Linked DNA regions of Mus musculus: region 1 is linked to region 2. A link is a contact called in public promoter capture Hi-C data. All regions are on one chromosome and are shown on one strand. The core of a region is the stretch at or near the end of the contact, and the rest is flanking DNA. Distances in the headings are between cores, read along the strand shown.

Region 1 (5,729 bases), core at 1,984-4,483, 590 kb before region 2:
GGTGCAACATCTGTGATCTCTGCACTTCAGAGGCAGAGAGGGAGGGTCACTGCAAGTCTGAGGCCAACCTGCTGTACATAGCACACTCTGGGCCAGCCAGGACTACACAGCAAGACCTTGCTAGTGTTTGAAACAAAGGGAGAGAGATGGTGGGAAAATGACTGTGGCGAGGAGCATTTACTGCCCCTGCAGAGGACTGGACCTAAGTTCCCAGCACTCATGTCAGGCACCTTACAACCACATGTAAACCCAGCTCCAAAGGATCTGATGCCCTCTGCTGGCTTCCAGGAGAACACACACACAATGGCATACCACATGCAAGCACGCTCTCATGTGCACACATATATGCATGCACATGTACTCATACATGCACACACATGCACTGTCCATACCAATTTTTTAAAATCTCCTTTTTCTCCCAAATAGTTTCAAAATAGATGTTATCTTAACAATTTATTTCTTCAAAGACAAGTGGGGTTGGGTGGGGAAGCTTTCTGGAGGACGGAGGTGTGCCCTGAGCTTGGGAGCTGGCTCACGATGGTGGCCATCCCTGGGTGAACACATATCAAGGGGAAGGAGGTGCTGTCTGGATGCTGTTTAGAGATGATAAAATGAGTGTTGTCAGCGTAGCCTTGCTGCTAGGGATTCCTAGACTTGGCAAATGTAGAAACTGAGGCCCAGGTGATGCCGGGAGATCCCATCAAACCAAGAGCAGTGGCCCACACATCCTCAACTGCAGCACCTAAAGATAGCCCAGACGACGTCATCTGAAGGGAGGCTTCCCATTGTAGAGGTTCTGGAGACAGACAGCTCCTGAAGCCAGGCAGCTCAGGCCTGCCCTCTCCTCCTAATGTGACCCAGACCCAGGAACTCCAGGGTAATAACAATCAGCCACTCCGAGATTTTTCTGATGGAGTGAGTGAGGTCAGGCCCCGTTATCTGCTTGGACAATAGACAGAGTGCTGGAATGGGCTGTCCAGAAGAAGACACTGACTGACCTGAGGTAAATCCCTGACTCCTCCACTGTGGGTAGGAGGGGGGTCTGGAGAGATAAGGTCCATGACTCCCCCACGTACACCTATGCACACAGGTACACTCTGTTCACCAGCCCATCTTGCTAGACAATCCCAGCTCCTGTTTGAAATCTATTTTCAAGCTAAACTGAAATCAGATAGACTTACTCAAAACTGCAGGACCCCAGCACAGGACTCTACTGCCTAAAGGAGGCTCCAGGGTGGGTCCCTCTAGTACCAGGAGTCCCTTTTAGATCCCCAGAGAAGAGGCACTTCATGGCTGTATAGGAACCAACCCAGTCCCTCAAGTAGCTGTGGGGTGGGTTTCTGATCCTTTCCTATAAAATGAGGACTATTCTAGCACTGGATAGCCTGGGTGAGGGCCCATTGCTCCCAGTCGGAACACACTAGATCTCTGGGCTAAGCACACATGGCCTGGTGCCAGCCCTCATGAGACCCCACGGGGATGCTTCTGACCTCACTTGCGCTACCATGAATCTAGGGCTCTCAGGACTTCTCACGCAGAAAGCCGAGCAACATGGGGCTTCTTTAACAGATGGAAGACAAATCTGCTGTCTGCATGCTGCTGACGTGCGTTTGGAAAGATGCCAGCCCACTGTGGAGTCCCCGTCCTCACTGCCCGAGAGTCCCACCCCTTGCCAGCAGGGCAGGGCTTGGATAAGTTAGATTCTTGATCCTCAGCTTCTGCATCAGTGAAATGAGTAGTTAACTGTCCTTGCTTTGAAAAGATGTTTAGAAGGTTAAGCAGACATGTCTCTGCTTTTTGGTTTCTACCTGTACATCCCCAAGTCTCAATTTACCCTGTTGGAAAATGGGCTCAGTAAAAGTCCTTCCAAGGTTTTTTATTTCCAGGGTATGGATAAACAAATAGCACACCACTTTAGACCTTTATGCCCTCAATAAATAGGACCGTTGGAAACCTCAGGCCTGTACCCCTAAGAGACTATGCCTGGAATCCCAGAGTCACATAAGGACCTGGATCCCCAAGTCTGAGAGCCGAAAAGCTAGCGCTTCTGGGTGACTTGACTCCTGTCCAGGTAAAAGGCATAGAGGCAAGACCACCCCCCTGGCTGGTCTTTGGGGTCCTCTCTGCTCCAGAGGCCAGGAGAAAACACTCAGCCTTTGACACCATCCAGAAAATAAAAATGTCCCAGGCTTCTAATCCTTTCCTTCAGCAACTCACAGGGCTCTGAAACACAGCCAAGACCCCGGACACAGTGTGAATATCCAAGCCAGCCTGGCGAGCGCCTGCAAAGCTAGCCTGGAGGCACCATGCCTCCAAGCAGTGGTCTTGATTGGACCCAGCCTCGCCGGGTCCATACATGGAACCCTGGCCTGACTGTTCTGCATCATCACTTGCCTCCTGGAGCCCAGCCTGTGGGGCACCCCAGGAACCTGACTGCCTTCCCAGATAGGGCTGATCCCTGCCCCCACTCCCTCCCACCCCCAGAAAAATATTTGGAATATGGTCTTTGACTGGAGTGAGATTAATCCCCCTTCCCTGACAGTGTCTCTGGGCACGTGTTTTTATAACCTCCCTTTCAAACGAGAACCATTTGTCGTTGGGAGGCTGAGGAGGCCCTGCCCGGCCTGCTGGCCCAGGCATCACCAGCACCTGATTGAATGTCACCGGCAGTGCAAGGGGGCAGGGCTGGGGTGAGGGCAGCATGTCCCTTGTTGGTCCCTGCCCTAGCCATTGACAGAAGATTATGCGGTCTAGTCCTGACTTCTTCCTGATCACAATATGCTCTTCAGTTGGTCACTTTGCCTCTCTGAACCTCACTTTCCTTGCCTGACAAATGGGCGAGGTGGTGGCCCACACACCCCGAGGGATGTGCCCAGGCCTACTTTGGGAAATTGTAGATTCTCAATGTTTAATAAAGCAATTGAACACAGTCTTAGCTCCTGGTAGAAGGGCAAAGTGCTCTGGCTAGAACCTTCCAGGGGCTGCAAAAAAAAAAAAAAAAACAAAAACAAAAATCAAACAGTATGGCTTGAGTCTAGTTCTACTTCCAGACTCACCACGAGAGGTGGCCCTACAAGAAAGAAAGCAGAGGGCTTTAATGTACAGAGAAGGCTGAGTTTATAGGTGTAAGCATGCAGGCTCTTTAATTAACTCTGAGCCCTTGGTCTGTGGCCTCCTCTCTCAGCATAGCCCTCCTCCTCCCCCACAACCCCAGGTCCTGTTTGAAGTTTGCAAAAAAAAAAAAAAAGAAAGAAAAAAGAAACCCTTCACACCATCCCTCCTTGCTGAAGCTAGCTACAGACCCTCAGGGCTCAGCTGGGAGGGATTTATTGGAGAATTTCAATCATGGGGTCTTGGCTCAAACTTGTTGCTTCCCTCAAAAAATCTGCCCAGAAGTTTGATTACATGTGGGATTGGGGCACGAGGGGCCAGTCTGATGATCTCGCAATTCAGAATTCCACCTGGGCCTCTGGGAGTGTTGCAGCCCCGAGAGGAAGAGAACAGGACACAGGACAGCCAGCGAGAGCGGGTTCTGACATGATGCGGAGGTACTGGGACTTGGTGGACTAAAGGAACTGCTTAGAACCTAGAGTTCTGCACTTGCTTAGGAAGTATGAAATACTAGATTCCAACCCTAGCATTGGGGGGCTGGGGGGGGAGATGAGAAGAGGAGAGGAGGAGGGTAGTTCCATCTTGGTCTTCTCCCACAACAGAGACAGGTCTGTACAGGTGCCTGAGTTCTGTATGACAGCTTCTTGCTGGTCCCTTGCTAGGGAAAGTGGGGGGAAAGGTCTGAGCTACATAATGAGACAACCGAACCTGGTGACATGCCGATCTTCCTAAGCTGCGGCTTGGCTCCCCCAAAGGCATTCCCTTCTCAGACTCGGAGCCCACGCCCTTCCACGGGAGCCCAGCCAAGATACAGCAGACAGGGAGCCCCTGAGTGCTCACTTTCTCCCCCTCTGGGCACGGTTGACTCTTTCCATTTCTCCGCAATGCCTCTGCAGTGATGGATAAGCTGTGGTCCCAAGAGATGCAGCCCAGGGGACCACAAACATCTTTTGGTTTCTCATGTCGGCCTCCCACTTCTTGCTTAATAAGTGTGGAAAGAGGCACAAACAGAAATTCCCTGGGCTTCCCATGACTAACGAGATGACCACATCAGGCGACAGTGCTTGGGCATAAAGGTCCCCAGAGCGAGGTGTCCGATTCCCTCCCAAGACGCTTCTCCAACTGCGCTTTGAAGCGGGAGCCCAGGGCCTCCAGCAGGCTCGGGTGGGCCAGTGGGGCTGAGCTCTGGGCCTCCCCTACCCCGTGACGCGCACAGATTGCCCCAGATAAAGGACCCTCGGCGGCTTCACCCAACTTCTGCTGAATCGTGCTTTTCAGAAACTCTTTTCACGTGTTTTCACTTCTCTGGCCTCTTTGTTGAAAGATGTAAAAATTTCAAACCACCACAAAGTAAACATTTCAAAACCCTCGCTTTTCAAAATCACTCACATTTAAAAAAAAAAAAAAAAAAAAAAAAAAAGGAAAGAAAGAAAGAAATCCCTTGAATTCCATCTCTGCTCCACCACTGCCACCCGAAACCTTTCTTTTGCAGAATGTGGAACTGGCGTGTTTTTCATTAATCTCGAAACAGCGCAGGTAACGCCGATGAGTCCGCTGGGTTTTACAGGCCGGAAGTAGCTTTGTTACTCGGTAGATAGATTAGATAAGTGGCTGTCTTGTCAGAATAAGCAGGTTTTCTTTATTACGGCACAATCCTAATGAACTCATCTGCTTCTAATATTTATAAAGAGAAGAGAGGCCATTAATTCTACTGCTTGTGAATAAAACCATCTGGGACCTCTCTCCATGTGATGGGTTTTGGTTTTAATATACATTTTTCACAAATAAGCGCAGAGATTTTTTTTTTCGGTGCGAATGTCACAATTCGGGATCTCATAAAGAAAGAATGCAAAGAGGGGTTGGGGGGGAAACGGAATATTTTGTTAGCTAAGTAATTTCTCACCTTGCAGAGAGAAGGGGACATCAGAGCCAACTTTAGCACATTAGGTGACGGGCTCGCCGGCTGGACGCTAATGCAATCCGTGGTGTGTTACAAGGCTAACCGCGTCCGTTTTGAAGTTTGTTTTCCTTCGGGAATTACACAGTTCGTTTAACCTAATCTGTCCTGACACTTGAATTATAATATTATGTGCTTCTTCAGGGAAGTGAAACAGTAGTTGCCTGCCTAAAAGCAGAGCAGAAGTTAATAAAGTGGGCAAAATGTCAAGGAAAAAGGCTAATCGAATCATAGTGTCGTTCTCTAGAGAAAATACAGTCAAGTTGTGTTTTGTTTTGTTTTGTTTTTCTCTCTCTCTCTCTCCAGTGGAAATCTTGGACGCCTAATGACATATTTCTACCCAGGAAGAATTTTGAATTCCGAAGGCACACTTGATTAAAACCCCAAACCCTGAGCAGTTGCTGATGGAACCACCCGACACTTTGACTTCTGGGTGTCAGTGCTTAATTAAAATATTCACCCAGCTGCTCTTCCCTTGCCAAGGGGACCCAAAGGAATTAAACCAATAAGCTTAATTCCGTTAGGTCACCTGCCTGTGTATACAGAGACATGGAAGACCATTTACCAGTTCAGAAATAAAGTGTCAGATCCACCCAGCAAACCCAGCGTGGACCACACAGCAAACCAGTCCCCGAGATGGACAGCATCACCCTCTGCCATC
Region 2 (5,967 bases), core at 1,762-4,261:
ATTTGTAAATTGTCTCATCTGCAATAACCACTGAACATCATCCCTCCTTGGGAGTCTTTAGATTTTTGGTGAAGTATTTTGTTACCTCAGTCTTGTATCAAGTTGCTGTATTTTTCAGCTTGTTACACTGATAATAATTGTTTCACTAATTAAATACTTTAATGTACAGACATCTTTGTTTACTTTGAAATTAAATGTGTTTTCCAATGAATATCGTTCTATTTATTAGTGTCACATGCAGTCAATTTGACAGGCAGCTGCTGTGCTACATGCCTGGAGGAGCCCAGGGCTCTGCTGAGAGTAACTAGGATGTAAATATATAGGGAAAGAACAGGGACAATATTGTGGATCTCTTGGAGAGGAAGGCAGAGGGTCTGGGGATACCTAAGAAGACAGGGGGCCTTGAGAGTTTTCAGATCAGAAGTCGCAGAACATTAAGGAGGCTGTAGGAGTGGGGGGAGGGGGGTCAGGGAGACAGAGAGGACAGGATGCACATGGGGAAAAGCAGGCAACCCGAGATTACTGAGGGAGAGTTCCAGTCAAGGTGATAATCTGAAAAGATCTGTCAGGAGGAAGTCATGATGCATAAAGCAAACCCACTCCAGTTTGATTAGAGGTAAAGGAGAGAGGGAGAAAGCGAGGGAGGGAGTAAGGGAGGGAGGGAGGCAGAGAGAGAGCAAGCGCCAGCGAGCAGGAGCGCAGGAACTAGAGTAGATTGGGGATCTCAGTGGCAGCTCCCAGGCATACACACCCATTCTTGCTCCTGTCTCTGCTTGAATGAGACCAGAACCTTGTGATCGCAGTGAAAGAGCCCTGCTGCACAAATTAGCACACACCTACACTTTACCTGGGAAGAGGAACTCTCAATTGAGCAGCTTCCTCCATCAGATTAGCCTGTAGACAGGTCTGTGAGGGCTTTTGGTAGTGGTGGTGGGGTGCTGTGAAGGATCTAAGCCCACTGTAGGTGGTAGTATCCCGGGCAGGTGGTACTTGGCTAGATAAGAAAAGAAGGTGAGCAAGCCAGAGGAAAATCTGTTAAGTGCTGATTCAGTTCTTGAGTTCCTCACCCTTCCAGCTCCAAACTGTTGTACCTCGTTGTGGACTCCGCTTCAGCCAGGAAGACCCGCATCATCCAGGCACCCCTGAAGTGAGGAAGAGGCAACGTGGGCGGGGCTTGTGTAGGGCAGGGGAAGCTAAAGGGCTCTTGGGGCTGAATAGCCAAGGGACAAGAGACGCAGAATTGCTCCAAGTACAGACCTCAGTTTCTGCTTGGGACATTGAGCTCCTGCTCTGACTTCCCAGATGATGGGCTGTAGCCTGTAAGACAAATAAAGGCTTTCTTCCCTAAGGTGCTTTTGATCACAGCAACAGAAACTGAACTAGAAATAGATGGCAAAGCCATCCTTACTTAAACTCAGATGAATTTCCACACCCAACTACAGTGCAATGTTACAGAACTCAGATGATGCATCCGACTCGGGGAGGAAATGAGGGGTGGAGGTTAGAGCTGTCACAAAATTGGAAGGTTATGAATGAAAACCTGAACCCACAACTGGTAGACAACCAAAGCTCCCCTCAGCCTCACTGTGTCAGACCACAAACAGCCACCAGGAGACAGTAGTACCTCCTTTTGCTGACTGGTTAGATCCTGAGGTAGCGCAAACCTCATGGTGGACCCCAGTTCAGGCAGGAAGACCCGCACCATCCAGGCACTCCTGAAGTGAGAAAGAGGCGACATGGGCGGGGCTAGATAGGCGGGACTTGTAGGCGGGGAAGCTAGAGGGCTCTTGGGGTGGAATAGCCAAGGGACGAGAGAACAAAATTGCTCTAAGTACAGACCTCAGCTTCAAGAGAAAAGAGGCGGAGCTCCGGGGTTGGGGGCCATGCCTGTGGGCGGGATGTGGAGAAAGGCGGCCCCCAAAAGAAGGCGGTGCTACGATAGAAAGGACCAAGAGGTGCTGAGGTGAGGAGGGTCAGCAGAGAATCCAGCAATCGGAGCTGTGGAGCGGCGGGCCGATAGAGCGCTCTGTGCTGGAGGGGTAGGTGGGAAGGGCCTAGATCTGTGGGAATGGTAAGGAGCGGGAGTGATGGGCCGTGGACCCGACGAAGTTGAGGATCCAGTGGGCATTGGGAGCCTGCGTGCGCTACACAGAAGAACGGAGGGAGCGCGGGTAGAAGATCTTGGTGAGGCCAGTTCAGGAGGGGCGTGGCTGGAGCTGGTGTAGAGGCAGGGTGGGGCCTGCACTGGTCTGAGAAGGGCCGGAGAAACGGAGATCGTTAGCTCGGGGCGTGGCCTGTGCCCAGACTAGGGAGTGAGGTGGGTTTGGCTAAGAGATGGGGCGGGCCCTTGGCAAAGCTGAAGGGCAAAGGGACTGACTGGATAAGGGTTTGGGGTGGGGCCTGAGCCCACTGATAGGTAAGGCTTGGTACTTGGGGCGGGGCACGGGTGGAGCCTGAGCAGAGCTGAGAGGAGATCTGCGTGATTGGGGCGGGGCAAAGGCGGACAGGGGCGGGACCTGAACCTAATTCAAATAGACTGGGTTGGGGCGGTGAGGGGGCGGGGCCTAAACCCAGCTGAGTGGTGAGGGAGGATCTTCTAGATTAGGGGCGAGGCAGGGGGAGGGCCAAGGCCTCAAAAAGGACCAAAGGGAGTGGATTCGGTAGGAGATCAGGGAGGTTCCGGAGACTAGCTCCGGAGAGATGAGGCAAACTTCGCTAGGCTAGGGGCAGGGCTTAAAGCCAGAGGTTCGGAAGAGGCGTACCTGCTAGAATGGGGGCGGGGCAGAGGTGAGGCCTAAAGCCAGAGGCGTGGTTAGGCCGTTAGAGTAGGGGCGGGGCCTAAAGCCTCAGGCGTGTTCAAGGGACCTGATTAGAGTAGGGGCGGGGCTTGGACCCCGCGAATAGTCTGAGGGCGTGGTTAGGCTGGAGTTCGGGGCGGGGCCTGAGGTCCCAGGCTGGGCTGGAGTTTGGGGCGGGACAGAGGCGGGGCTTGGGTCCGGTGAGGGGTGCGGGGCGGGGCGTGGGCTGCGGCGCGCTAGCTGAGCGTCCGGCCGAACACCGCCGAGGCCCGAGCCCACCCGAGTGTGCCCGAGCCGTCGGCCCCCGCCCGGGGCGATGGAGCAGGAACCCGGCGGGGCTGCCGCTGCGCTCCTGCGGCAGAAGAGGGCGGCGCTGCGGCGCAGGGGGTGCAGCTTTGAGAGTCCCAGGTACCGTTGCCCCGGAGGGGTGCAGCCTCTAGGGGTGGGAGAGGGGAGTAGGCCACGTGGGGGTTGGCGGTGTGAGGGGACAGAGTGTGGCGAGGCCGCGGCGTGGGAGGGAGTCGGCGCAGAGCCCAGTAGAGCGGCCGGGCCACGCTGAGGGAGTGCCCAGCGGGAGGGCTAGAGACCTGTGTCCGGCCGGCAGATGATGTGGACGTCCGAAGCCTCGGCCCTGTGACAGGCCCTGCACACTACGGCTCAGGGAGGTCTTGGGCTGTGGAGAACGCGACCTGCCTGCTTCTAAATGCTCAAGGACAAGGTCGGAACCCCTAAGCCCCCAAAAGGACACCCTTTAGGCTTCTCTTGCTTTCTATAATCCATCCTCGCACCCCAAGTGCCTGGCCACCTGCTGCCTATGGCCCCGCCCATCTGTGGTTGGGGTGGGGGGCACCCTGCATAGTTCCTAGGTCCTTTCTCTTTCCCAGGTTGTCCGTGCCCCTCCCGGACTTACCTTCCTTAACTGGCGCCCTCCTGAGGAACCAGCCTGGCCGTAGGTGAAGCTTGGCTGCTGCCGGACACGCCCTTCCCTTTGCGGCTCTTGCCCATGCCTATCCCCGGCTTACTCCCACCTCCAAGGAATTCCTTGTAACTTGAAATGGGTCCTGCTTCCAGGTGGACTCATTCCTTTCAGAATGACTCCAGCACCACCATCTGGGCCAGATTTTCATCAGTATTCTGTAATAATGGCCTTAGGGAGGGTATCCTGAAGCCAACCCCCTTCCTCCTAGCCTACTGCTGCCTGCACCCCTGAGTTTTTAATTGCCATAGCATGGGTAGGGACGAGGAAGAGAAAAAAGATGTAGGACTCTAACCTCCACTGAGGTGGAAAAGAGAGTTCATTTGCTAAGGCACAAAGCAAACCAGCCAAGATCCTTAAAGGAAGGTGTGATGCCCTTAATTGGCCTTTCTCAGACTCAGTCCTTGACACACTGCTCCAGCAGTTCTGATGCTGTGTGGTAAGGACAGATATCAAGGCTGCTCTAGCCGCTGCCCTAGCCTCTTCCCCATCACCACAGCTGCCTCAAGCCTGGCCCATCACAGAGCCTGAAGGGCTTGGGCACTCCTCCCTCAGGCTGTAGAACTGCTCATCAATTCTTTTTGAAAGTCTTTCTTGAACTCTAGGCTTAGCTTTGTGTGATCAGCACCTGGGCATCTGCCAAGAAGGTTCTAAATATTTGTGTGGTGACCTGAGTGGAACATTTCCCTTCCATAGGAGACCCAGGCAGCTAACAATCTCTATGGCTTGAGCATGAAGAATAGGAAGAGGTATACCAAGAGACTGGAGCAAAGAGAATCTCTCAGGTCTGAGGCAGCCTGCTTAGGACAGTGCTGCTACAGAACTTCCGGACATGAAGGAATGGTTCTGTAATGCAGCCCATGCAGTCCGGGAGCCACAGACACCTGTGGCTGTGGAACACCTCGCCAAGACACCTGAGTGTTGAGTTGTGCTTAGCCTTCAATGCAAGTAACCACATTGATCCCAGCACTACCCCCTCAGCCAGCATTAATTAGCTTTCTCAGGCTCAGTCCTTGACACATCTGCTCCAGCAATTCTGATAAGAGCCTTAGGAGGACTGAGAAATGCGTACCATAGTGGACAGTGCTGGCATAAAAATTAGACTTCCTTCCCCTTTGTCTTCATGACCATATTCTTCAAGAACTGAAATGACTTACAAGCCTCCAGGTGTTTTTGTTCTCTGATACACCATGACATTATCTAGTGGCTTGTGAGATAATTAGGATTAGCTTTTTTTTTTCTTTTTTTCTTCTAAAAATAATTTATTGAATGAAATTTGAAAATGCAAGAAGAACATAAACAGGATAATTAAATTATTTTGATGGTAGTATTGATGATATATAGTCTCATATAGCCCTGGTTGGCCTGAAATTCACTATGTAAATCAGGCTGTCCTGGAACTCACAGAGACCTGCCTGCCTCTGCCCCTTAAGTGCTGGGATTAAAGACCACCACACCCAGTGGATAGTTTATTGATTCATAATCCCACTATAGATATAATTGGCCTTTTCTCCATGAATATTTATCATTTTAATTGACTTTTCACTCAGCACATCATAAACCCTGGAAGCAATCCTTACATATTCCTTAAAAATTTTTTTTCAGTTGCTGTGTGATCTCCTACTATATGGATGTCTAACTATTTTTAGCCTATCTTTTACTACTTTCACTCTTCCTAGAGATGCAGTTCATTTATGTATAGTCACTTGTGTGTGAAGACATCACTGGCCCATAAGATAAGATCATGAAAGTGATGGGAATTATGGGTCAGGACAAAAGAGCCTCTTAAAGTCTTCTGCAGCAGGATTCCAGAGTGCTCTCCTAGGCATTATTATTATATTTGCCAAAGTGATACCTTGTCATTTGAATTTCTTTATTTAGTAATGATGCTTTTCTCATAAATCATATTTTTTTACTTATTTTAAGGTATTTGTATATATGATCATCATTTTCCTTTGGAATATTTATCCTTTCCTAGTAGAATTAAAACTTTTTTTTATTTATTAAGGGGAATTTTGCGGTAAATATATAGCAGATTTTTTTTTCCAGTTAATTATTTGCCTTTTCACATTCTGTGTGGTGGTTTTCCAGTGAGTGTGTGTTTGTGTGTGTGCGCGCATTTGTGTGTGTGGTGACTATTGTCTTAAACTTTAGAGCCACTGATTTCTTCCTCTTGTTTATACTCATGTAAAA

Evidence for each region. Promoter capture Hi-C pulls out the DNA fragments that hold promoters and counts their contacts.
Region 1: a promoter capture Hi-C map of hippocampal neurons shows a contact between it and region 2, with 4 times the contacts expected there. The contact joins the promoter of 9430024E24Rik here to the promoter of Garnl3 in region 2. A contact is called at or near these places in 4 of 39 promoter capture datasets (the 3T3-L1 cell line, 3T3-L1-derived adipocytes, hippocampal neurons and 1 more) and 1 of 115 datasets of contacts at active chromatin or transcription factors (stem cell-derived neural progenitor cells).

What each region holds. Positions count from the first base shown.
Region 1 is chr2:33,716,454-33,722,182 of GRCm38.p6, reverse strand. 9430024E24Rik (a long non-coding RNA gene) reads left to right here and starts at 3,233. Exons shown (of 2, transcript XR_374262.3): 1 at 3,233-3,548; 2 at 5,375-5,729.
Region 2 is chr2:33,127,663-33,133,629 of GRCm38.p6, reverse strand. Garnl3 (GTPase activating RANGAP domain-like 3) reads left to right here and starts at 3,011. Exons shown (of 30, transcript NM_001355200.1): 1 at 3,011-3,206. The coding sequence starts at 3,115. It overlaps Ralgps1 (Ral GEF with PH domain and SH3 binding motif 1), which reads left to right. Exons shown (of 20, transcript NM_175211.5): 20 at 1-211.